Linked DNA regions of Mus musculus: region 1 is linked to region 2. The links are chromatin contacts, called in public Hi-C maps. All regions are on one chromosome and are shown on one strand. Each heading gives the region's core, a stretch centred on a gene start, on an enhancer-like site or on the middle of the called end of the contact. The rest is flanking DNA. Distances are from core to core; before and after follow the strand shown. Region 1 overlaps Zc3hav1 (zinc finger CCCH type, antiviral 1). Region 2 holds the start of Zc3hav1l (zinc finger CCCH-type, antiviral 1-like).

The links. Hi-C and Micro-C count contacts between places; a contact is called where the count stands out from the background.
Region 1: a contact with region 2 is called in a Hi-C map of Th2 cells, with 1.5 times the contacts expected there. The contact joins the enhancer-like site here to the promoter of Zc3hav1l in region 2. A contact is called at or near these places in 2 of 39 promoter capture datasets (embryonic stem cells and macrophages), 26 of 484 Hi-C or Micro-C datasets (the Ba/F3 cell line, the C2C12 cell line, CD4 T cells and 18 more), 7 of 115 datasets of contacts at active chromatin or transcription factors (CD8 T cells, the SCID.adh cell line, embryonic forebrain and 3 more) and 2 of 9 other capture datasets (adipose tissue and liver).

Annotation. Positions count from the first base shown.
Region 1 is chr6:38,335,735-38,340,035 of GRCm38.p6, reverse strand. It overlaps Zc3hav1 (zinc finger CCCH type, antiviral 1), which reads left to right. Exons shown (of 13, transcript NM_001347122.1): 3 at 3,372-3,624. Among named protein-coding and RNA genes, the nearest start is that of Zc3hav1, 17 kb to the left of the region's middle. Within about 2 kb of position 1,890, at least 43 of the 459 cell types and tissues checked have an H3K27ac peak or open chromatin away from gene starts, as enhancers often do. A contact at or near this core is called in CD8 T cells, Th1 cells, Th2 cells and 3 more, where this site is marked.
Region 2 is chr6:38,297,502-38,302,073 of GRCm38.p6, reverse strand. It overlaps Zc3hav1l (zinc finger CCCH-type, antiviral 1-like), which reads left to right and starts at 2,815. Exons shown (of 4, transcript NM_172467.3): 1 at 2,815-3,210; 2 at 3,987-4,122. The coding sequence starts at 2,834.

The sequences.
Region 1 (4,301 bases), core at 641-3,140, 39 kb before region 2:
CTGAACAAATGAAAGAAGAATTTGGGTCCACATGGCTGCCAGGGATTCCACTGTGAACAAAGATGGCTTGAAGACGTGGCGGTAGCTGGACTGCCTGAGGCTTAACATCAGGGTAGCCTTGGAATTGAAGCTGGATGCCTGAAAGATGCAGGCACAGATTGTGTCACTGTGCCAGAGACTCCTACTGTAAATTCAGTGATAAAGAAAATATACTTTAAGCTTTTTACTCCTTGATAGCCTCATCAAGGACCAGTAGGCTACAGCCCAGAAGCCAAACCTAGTCCAGAAATAAAAGTCTAGTGGAACACAGCCGTGCAGATGAGTTTACAGGTTTTCTGTTTCTGTTTCCCCCTCCAGGGGTCAGGTGAGTAGTTGCAACAGAGACTGACTGGCCAGAAGAGCCTAAATTGTTGACTGTGGATTGTTACAGAAGTACGGTGCCTCTGGGTCCTGTGTGGATGCGGGCAGGCAGATATGCCGCAGGGTTGGGAAGAGGGTCCAACACCTTTTTGCAAGACTCATGTTAGTGAGTTACGAGCCCTGTTGTCTTCGGAATGTGGCTTTCATCTCTTAGTACAGGGATTTCTGTCACCACTTTTTAGTCAGTGGGATTGTAGAAGGGAAGTTGAAGCCAAGCAGTTTACCCTTTTGAAAACTGGACACTGTGTGTAGCACATCTGCTCACATCTCATTGGCCAGTGCTAATCACATGGTCATATTAGTTGAAAGTGGGGCTGAGAAATGTAGTTGCTGGCGGAGTGGCTGCCTGTCAAGGACTTCTATTACTAGAGGAAAGACAGATGATGGAAGATAATGAAGTCTTATTTGCATAGGCTTATAGAGTGGAGAGTCAGTTGATGTTGCTCAAAGGACCATGCATGACCCGAGAAAAGCCCTTGAGTGGAGAATCCCTGAGTGTACCCACAATACAAAGTCATTAGCAGTCTCACACAGAATGGGAGACTGAGCAGGAGCAACGCCGAAAGGGGCAGAAGACAGACAGGGAGGCAGAGCAATACAGGAAGAGATGGAAGGGTAGAAGAGATATGAAGCTGCCAAGAAGGTTGGAGTTCTGTTAGATAAGACAAGCTAGCCAATGGAGATTTCTTGAGGATTGACCATTTGGGGGCATTTAAAAACTCTGGCACAACAGGTGATTTTTGAGGTGTCCACTGAGCTCTGAAGGCAGGGCGTTGTGTAGCTTGAACACATAGAGATCCACCTGCCTCTGCCTTCCTAGTTGGGGTTAAAGGTATACCCCACCTCACCTGCTCTTTGTTTTATTAGAGACACGAGCACCCTATGTAGCCCAGGCTAGCCTCAAACAGACATACTTTCTCCACTTCTTGAGGGCTCATAGTAGTAGACACGTACTATTATGCTTGGTGTACCTGCTACTGGGAATTGAACCCAGGGCCTGTGTTACAAGCCAGCTCCTGGATTCCTCTATGTGTCCAGGTGATGCTCATGGTTCAGACACCTCACTTTAAGAACTGTGGTCTAGAATTAGATTCGGTAGCACTTATGCGCTGAAGTCTGGTTCTAGAGGCTCTGTCACTATTCCTGGGGTCAGCCTTTGTCTCTGCATCCAGACTCATTCCCAGTTCATACAGCCTATTGAACTAAACACCTTCATCTTTCAGCTGCCTGCAAGGTGAGGCTAATGACTAATCATTTTCTTCACCTAGTGGCTCAGACACCTGCCTCAGACTTCTTACTTTGCACAATACAGTCTTATACTTTGTCACGCCGCCTCCCAACAGATGTTAGGCAGGCAGACAGAACAAATATTTTCCTTCTGCTGTCGAAAAGGAAACAGAAACTAGAAGGTCACTGGGACCGGGAGGTTACCCAGCTGCTTCTAGGGCCTTGACTTTAAAGCAGTCTCTGTTAGCCCTGTAGCCACATGATCTGATTGCACCATCCCTGGATTTTACTCCAGCTCTGTAGAGCTATGTGTGCAGATGTGTTTGTTTAGAATACTGTAACTGGGGGCTGGAGAGATGGCTCAGCGGTTAAGAGCACTGACTGCTCTTCTAAAGGTCCCGAGTTCAAATCCCAGCAACCATGTGGTGGCTCACAACCATCCGTAATGAGACCTGATGCCCTCTTCTGGGTGTCTGAAGACAGCTACAGTGTGCTTATATATAATAAATAAATTAAAAAAAAAATAGAACACTGGAACCTTCCTAACACTGTGCCCCTTTAATGCAGTTCCTTGTGTTGTGGGTGACCCCCAACCATCAAATTATTTCATTGCTACATCATAACTGCACTTTTGCTGCTGTTATGAATCTTACCCTGCTATTTGACCCCCAAAGGGAGTCTAGATAGTGGGTAAGGATTTCCTTACTGAGTTGGTTATGGTGGTGTGTGCCTGCAATCCCAGCACTTGGGAGGTCAGGGAAGCAGGATTATGAGTTGAAATCTAGTCTGTGCTACATGAGTCCTCGTGTCCAAAACCTGAAAGCAAGGCTGAGCAGCACAGTGGTGCGCACCTTTCATTCTGGCTAACAAACAAAAACCAAGTGGGGAGGAGTGTGCACACCTTTATCCCAGTTCCTGGGAGGCAGAGGCAGGTGGATGTCTTCATAGGTCAAGGAAGGCTGGAGAGATGACTCAAAGGTTAAGAGGGCCTGAGTTCAAGTCCCAGCAACCACTTGTAGTCATCCATACGGTGATATGATGCCCTCTTCTGGCCTGCAGCCACACATGCAGGCAGAGCGCTGTAAGCATAATAAATAAATAAATAAATAAATAAATAAATAAATAAATAAATCTCTTTTTTTTTAAAAGAGTTCATCACCCTACTTCTTCCCTCTCTCCCACCCCTCACATACAAAATCATTTGAACAGGTCCTATTCTGGCTATCAGAGACAAATGACAAAATCCCAAAGTTGCAAATAACACACACACACTTTTTTTTCCTTTCAACGGTAGAGTAAGTTAAGATCCAAATTAGACTTCCTCTTTGGGGCTCCCTTATGATGTCCTGTGTACAGCTTGCCATGTGAGTTTGATTCTCCCAGGAATTATCAAATTCATCACTATTTTTCTCCTTTAAGTTTCCTTTCTTTTAAATGCAAGGTTTCTGCACTGCATTTGTGATCCTCTTTGCCTCGGCCTCCTGAACACTGGGTTACAGGTATGCACCATCATACGTGATATTGTCTGTTAATTCTTTCGACTCTTCTGTCCCCAAATAAGTCACCAGTTGAAGCCATCTCATCAGCCTTGGGTGTTGCGTGCATTGTTTCCCCCATGGCTCTCCTGGGTTGTTTTTTTTGGGGGGGGGGGCTGCACCCTTAACTGGTGGTGTGGCAGCCAGGTCCAGGTGTTCTTGCCTCATGGTTCTTTCTTTCTTCTCTAGATATGCAAGAGTTACAAAGGAGAGGGCCGCAAACAGATCTGCGGGCAGCCGCAGCCCTGCGAGAGACTCCACATCTGTGAGCACTTCACCCGGGGCAACTGCAGTTACCTCAACTGTCTCAGGTCTCATAACCTGATGGACAGGAAGGTGTTGGCCATCATGAGGGAGCATGGGCTGAGTTCTGATGTGGTCCAGAACATCCAGGATATCTGCAACAACAAACACACTCGGAGGAACCCCCCTAGCATGAGAGGTATGCCCTTTCCCTTTTAACTGTGTGAATTTGCAAATGTACAGAAACCACAGTGGGGCATAGTGACACACACCTTTCATCCTAGCACTCAGGAGGCAGAGGCAGGAGGATTTCTGAGTTCGAAGCCAGCCTGATCTACAGAGTGAGCTCTGGGACAGCCAGGGCTACACAGAGAAATCTCATCTCAAAAAACAAGCAAGCCAGCAAACACAAACAGAAGGAAAACTGCAAGAAATCTGCCTGTAAAATCTCAACTTCACTATCTGCATGCACCACTTTAATACAATTGAAACAATGATGTGTATGCAGTTTTACAAGTGGCTCTATCCCCTCATTTTAAAAGAGCTTATTATAGTCTGGTGGTGGTGGCACACACTTTTATATAACATACCGGCACTCAGGAGGCAGAGGCAGGTAGATCTCTGAGATGGACACCAGCTTGTTCTATGGAGCTAGTTCCAGGACATCCAGGGCTACAGAGAGAAACCCTGTCTTCAAAAAAAAAAAAAAAAAGTTTGCTTGGGGGTGGGACATGTGTGCATCAGTTAATTCCAGGGCTTTGGAGACAGAGGCTAGCCTCAGGAAACTCTAGCTTGTGTCAAGTTGACATAATAAGACTGGCCAGCATGACTGTATTACTTATTATTTTGTGTGTGTATATACAGCCATATGTGTGG
Region 2 (4,572 bases), core at 1,566-4,065:
CCTAAGCTTGGCTGTCCTAAAACTTGCTTTGTAGGTTGACCTTGAACCTCACTCAGAGATCTGCATGGCTGACTTCTGAATGCTGGGATTAGAGGTGTGTATCACCTAACTTGCTCTATACCAGGTCGGCCTTGAACTGAGAGATCTGCTTGCCTCTGTCTCTTGGGATTAAAGGCCTGTACTACTATGGCTGGACCTAAGCTTTTCATGGCCACTATTTCTCAAGAGCTGAATCAAAAGCCTGAGTCCTCCATTTCTGGATTGTAATTCATTCCAGATAAAAAGTCTGAATGAGTGCTGTGAAAAAAAAAAAGTCTGAATGAAAACAATAACCAATTAATAATAAAGCCTTACATGGTACAACTATTCCATGTTCAATGGCAAACACATAAACGGTAAACTTAGCTGGGTGGGATCTTGCCCCAAAGTCTCCACTCCCTTAATCTGTTGTCTCCTAGAACACAGAATTGAGCCCCATTCCACCATGTTCAATGGCAAACACATAAATGGTAAACTTAGCTGGGTGGGATCTTGCCCCAAAGTCTCCACTCCCTTAATCTGTTGTCTCCTAGAACACAGAATTGAGCCCCATTCCACTCTGTGATGCCCTTTTATTACTTGAGCCATACATTTTGTATTTTTACTTTCTCAGATTGCTCCTTTTCATCAAAACACTCTTCATGAGACTACTCCAGAGAACAAAGTCTCTGCTGGGCTTTTCTGAGACTTTCCTTTGTCAATGAAATTAATTGAACTCTCTTTACCTTAGCCTCGGGTAGACTCTTCAGACAAGGGCAAAAAGCAGTTACATTCTTCACCAAAATATCTCAAGAATAGTTTCTATGCCACATACTGAAATTCTTCTCCACTGAAACCTCTTGGGCCAGGTCTGCACAGTTCAGATCATCCTCAGCACCAATGTCTTTTATGGTCCTACTAGGATGGCCCTTTAAGCCCCACTTAAAGCATACCATTGCTTCCCAAATCCAAAGTCCCAAAGTCCACATTTCTCCAAAGAAAAAACATGATCATGCCTATCAAAGCAATACCTCACTCCTGGTACCAACTTCTATTTTAGGGTTTCCATTGCTGTGAGGAGACACCGTGACCAAGGTAACTCTTATAAGGGACAACATTTAATTGGGGGATGGCTTACTAGTTCTGAGATTAGGTCCATTATCATCATGGCAGGAAACATGGCAGCATCCAGGCAGACATAACACTGGAGGAGCTGAGAGTTCTACATATTGTTCTGAAGGCAAACAGGAGAAAACTTGTTTCAGAGCCTACCCTCACAGTGACACACTTCCTCCAACAAGGCTACACCTACCCAACAAGCCGCATCTCCTAATAATGCCACTCCCTGGGCCAAGCAAATTCAAATTACCATACCCCTATATGATATCAGGCCTCTAGCATTTAAAAACTCTCTGAAAAGATGGCAGAATTTCAAATTTTTTCACGGTACTCATTCAGACTTTTAATCTGGAATGAATTACAATCCAGAATTCTGAAATTGAATATATTTCTAAGGGCAAGGTCTTTGGCTGAGTCGGGATCTCACCCATTTGGTTAGTCTAGCCAATTAGCTGCCCCTGTGGATCCTGCCACTGCCTACCAAGTGCTTGCATTACAAGTGGCCCCCACATCTTCCTGTATTTGTATAGGATCTGGGCATTCAAATTCCAGCCTCACACTTGTCTAGTAAGTGTTTTATCCACTGGGCTGTCTTCCCAGTCCATCTATTCTGTAACATACAGAATCAGTCTTATTAAACTTCTGGATACACTTGCTTACAACATCAGTGCCCTTGAAGTAAAATTCTTCCCTATCTCTATCTTGCTTGAACGTCTCTTCTCTCTGTGTGCATGTGGTTTTCATTCCTCTCTAACCCCTTTCTCAACTTGAATCTTTCTTTTTTCAGTTGTATCTTAGGTCGGCTTCTCTCAGAGGCAAACAGAGAAGGATTGTTTGAGAGCAGACCCTTTACAAGGTAATCCCAAGGAACCACTTCTCAGTTTACATTTTCGGCTGGGCTCCCTGGTAAGCAGATAAGGATTCCATGTAAACCGTTTCTTAGTAGGGAGGGAACACAGGGAAAGGCAGGTTCTACAGGAGCAACAGGGTTCTTTTCCATTAAGGAATCATAGCGACGAAACCATAGAATATCTCTCGACCACTCCGTAGAGGAATAATACGCTAGGAATTTGTCCATTGTTAGGAAGGAAAATCCTTTTAGGTTTAGTGGGTGTTTATGTATATTGTCACCAATTTGACAATAGGAAAAATGTTTATTTATAAGCTGACAGAGAAAAATCAACAATATCATGGCTCAATCCCATCTGAGGCATGGAGCTGATTGATCAGTATTATGGTGTGTGTTCAATAAACCATCCCTATCTGACTGAAATCGGGGTTTGTGTAAGCTCGTGGGGCGACTCATGGACCCCAACACTTAGGAAGTTTTTACCCACTGTGCTGGTTCCTTACTAGGTTTTTTGAGACAGGGTGTCATGTAGTCCAGGCTAGCCTCCAACTCCCCTTTGCAAAGGACGCTGGCCTTGATCTCGGCCTTTTCTTGCCCCCACCTCCCAGGTGCTAGCTAACATTCCAGGCGCGCGCCCCCAGGCTGGGAGAACCACTTCAGCAGTTTACATTCTTTGCAGCCCTCCCTGTTATCCGGTATCTGCCAGGAACCCAGGAGCCAGGAATGTTGCAGGGGCTCAGGCCCTGCCTTCTGAGGCCCGGCCCCCTACAGCTCGCAGGCTCCGGTCGGGGCCGCGGCGGGGAGGAGCCTGGAGGCCCCGGGCTGGCGGGGACGCGCTGGCGGGCCATGGCGGACCTCACTCTGTGCGCGTTCCTCACCAAGGTGCTGTGTGCTCACGGCGGCCGCATGTTCCTGCAGGACCTGCGCGGCCACGTGGAGCTGTCGGAGGCGAAGCTGCGGGCCGTGCTGCGGCGCGCGGGTCCAGAGCGCTTCCTGCTGCAGGAGGTGGAGCTGCGCGACGGCCCGTGGGACGCAGAGGCCGAGGTGGCGGCGGGCGAGGGCGCGGGCGCGGGCTCAGGCGGCGGCGCCACGGCCTGCAGGGTGATGGCCGTGTCCTCCGCGCGCCTCTGCGCCCGCTACCAGCGCGGGGAGTGTCAGGGCTGCGACCAGCTGCACTTGTGTCGCCGCCACATGCTGGGCAAGTGCCCCCACCGCGACTGCTGGTGAGGGGCGGAGTCCTCAGTGTCCAGCGGGGCAGTGGGTGCGGGCGGGCGGGATGCGCCTTCCGGATGCTTCTCGGCGAGCCTGGGTGGGATGGGACAAAGGCCTTCGCGCTGGCCGCCCTGTGCACCTAGTCGCCGAGAGAAATAATATGGAAGGTCTCTCCACTGAGGTTTATTATTCACCCCCCCCCCGCCCCCCAATTTGCTGTCCCTGTCCCAGGATGCTAGGATGTTCCACAACAGCAGCCCGGTTGAATCCGTGTTGCCACTTTTGAATTCACTTATGCCAAATGCCGCTTGAGGGACACCTGGGGGCTTTATGGCCCGCGGAACTTCTGTTCCCTTCTCTCCCTCCTTCCATAACCACAGCCCTTTCGCGCTTAAAAATCTGGTGTCCAATCGCAGGAAACTGGTGGCAGGATGGGGTGAGGGCATAGTGCTGCATAGCCCAAGCCCAGTGCTTTGCAGCAATCCGGGAAGCTTTCTAGTGCTTTCTTTGTAGTGTTGGTGGACAAAGAGAGGCCAGCAGCTGTTGTTGGCCTGAAGATTACGTTTTAGTCTTTACAAAAACAGATAAGTAATCTCAAAAAAGCCTGAGGGTAGGGTACTCACAGAACAGGGAAATGACCCCTGGAAGCTGAGTTGCCTCAATCCGAATTGTTTTATTAGTACTTGGGGAATTCACTTGTGAAGTGGAAATGCCCTAGGCAGAGTTAGACCCACCAGCCTCTTCCCTCTTCTTGACCCGGCCTCCTGACTGCTTTGAACTCTTCTAGGTCTACCTGTTCTCTGTCCCATGATATCCACACACCTATCAACGTCCAAGTCCTGAAAAGCCGGGGGCTTTTTGGCCTCAATGAAGGGCAGCTGCGAATCCTGCTTTTGCAGAACGACCCCTGCCTTTTCCCAGAGGTGAGTCCTTGAGAAGTCGCCATCCTACCATCAACTGTGGCAAGGCTTTCTCTCACTGATGTCTATCCCTCGATGTTTGTGTTCTTTTGTTGGGATAGGATCTTAAATAGCCCAGGATGTTAGTGAACTTGTCATTTAGCTGAGGCTAGCTTTCTGTTCTGCTAATCCACGCCCCTTCAAAGGCGAAGGTGATAGGGAGCCACCTCCCACCACCACTTTAGATGTTCATTTTAACTGCTTTTTTTTTTTTTTTTTTTTTAAAGAAACTCTTTTTTTTTTTTTTAGATTTATTTATTTATTATATGTAAGTACACTGTAGCTGTCTTCAGACACTCCAGAAGAGGGAGTCAGATCTCGTTACGGATGGTTGTGAGCCACCATGTGGTTGCTGGACCTTCGGAAGAGCGGTCGGGTGCTCTTACCCACTGAGCCAACTTACCAGCCCCCATT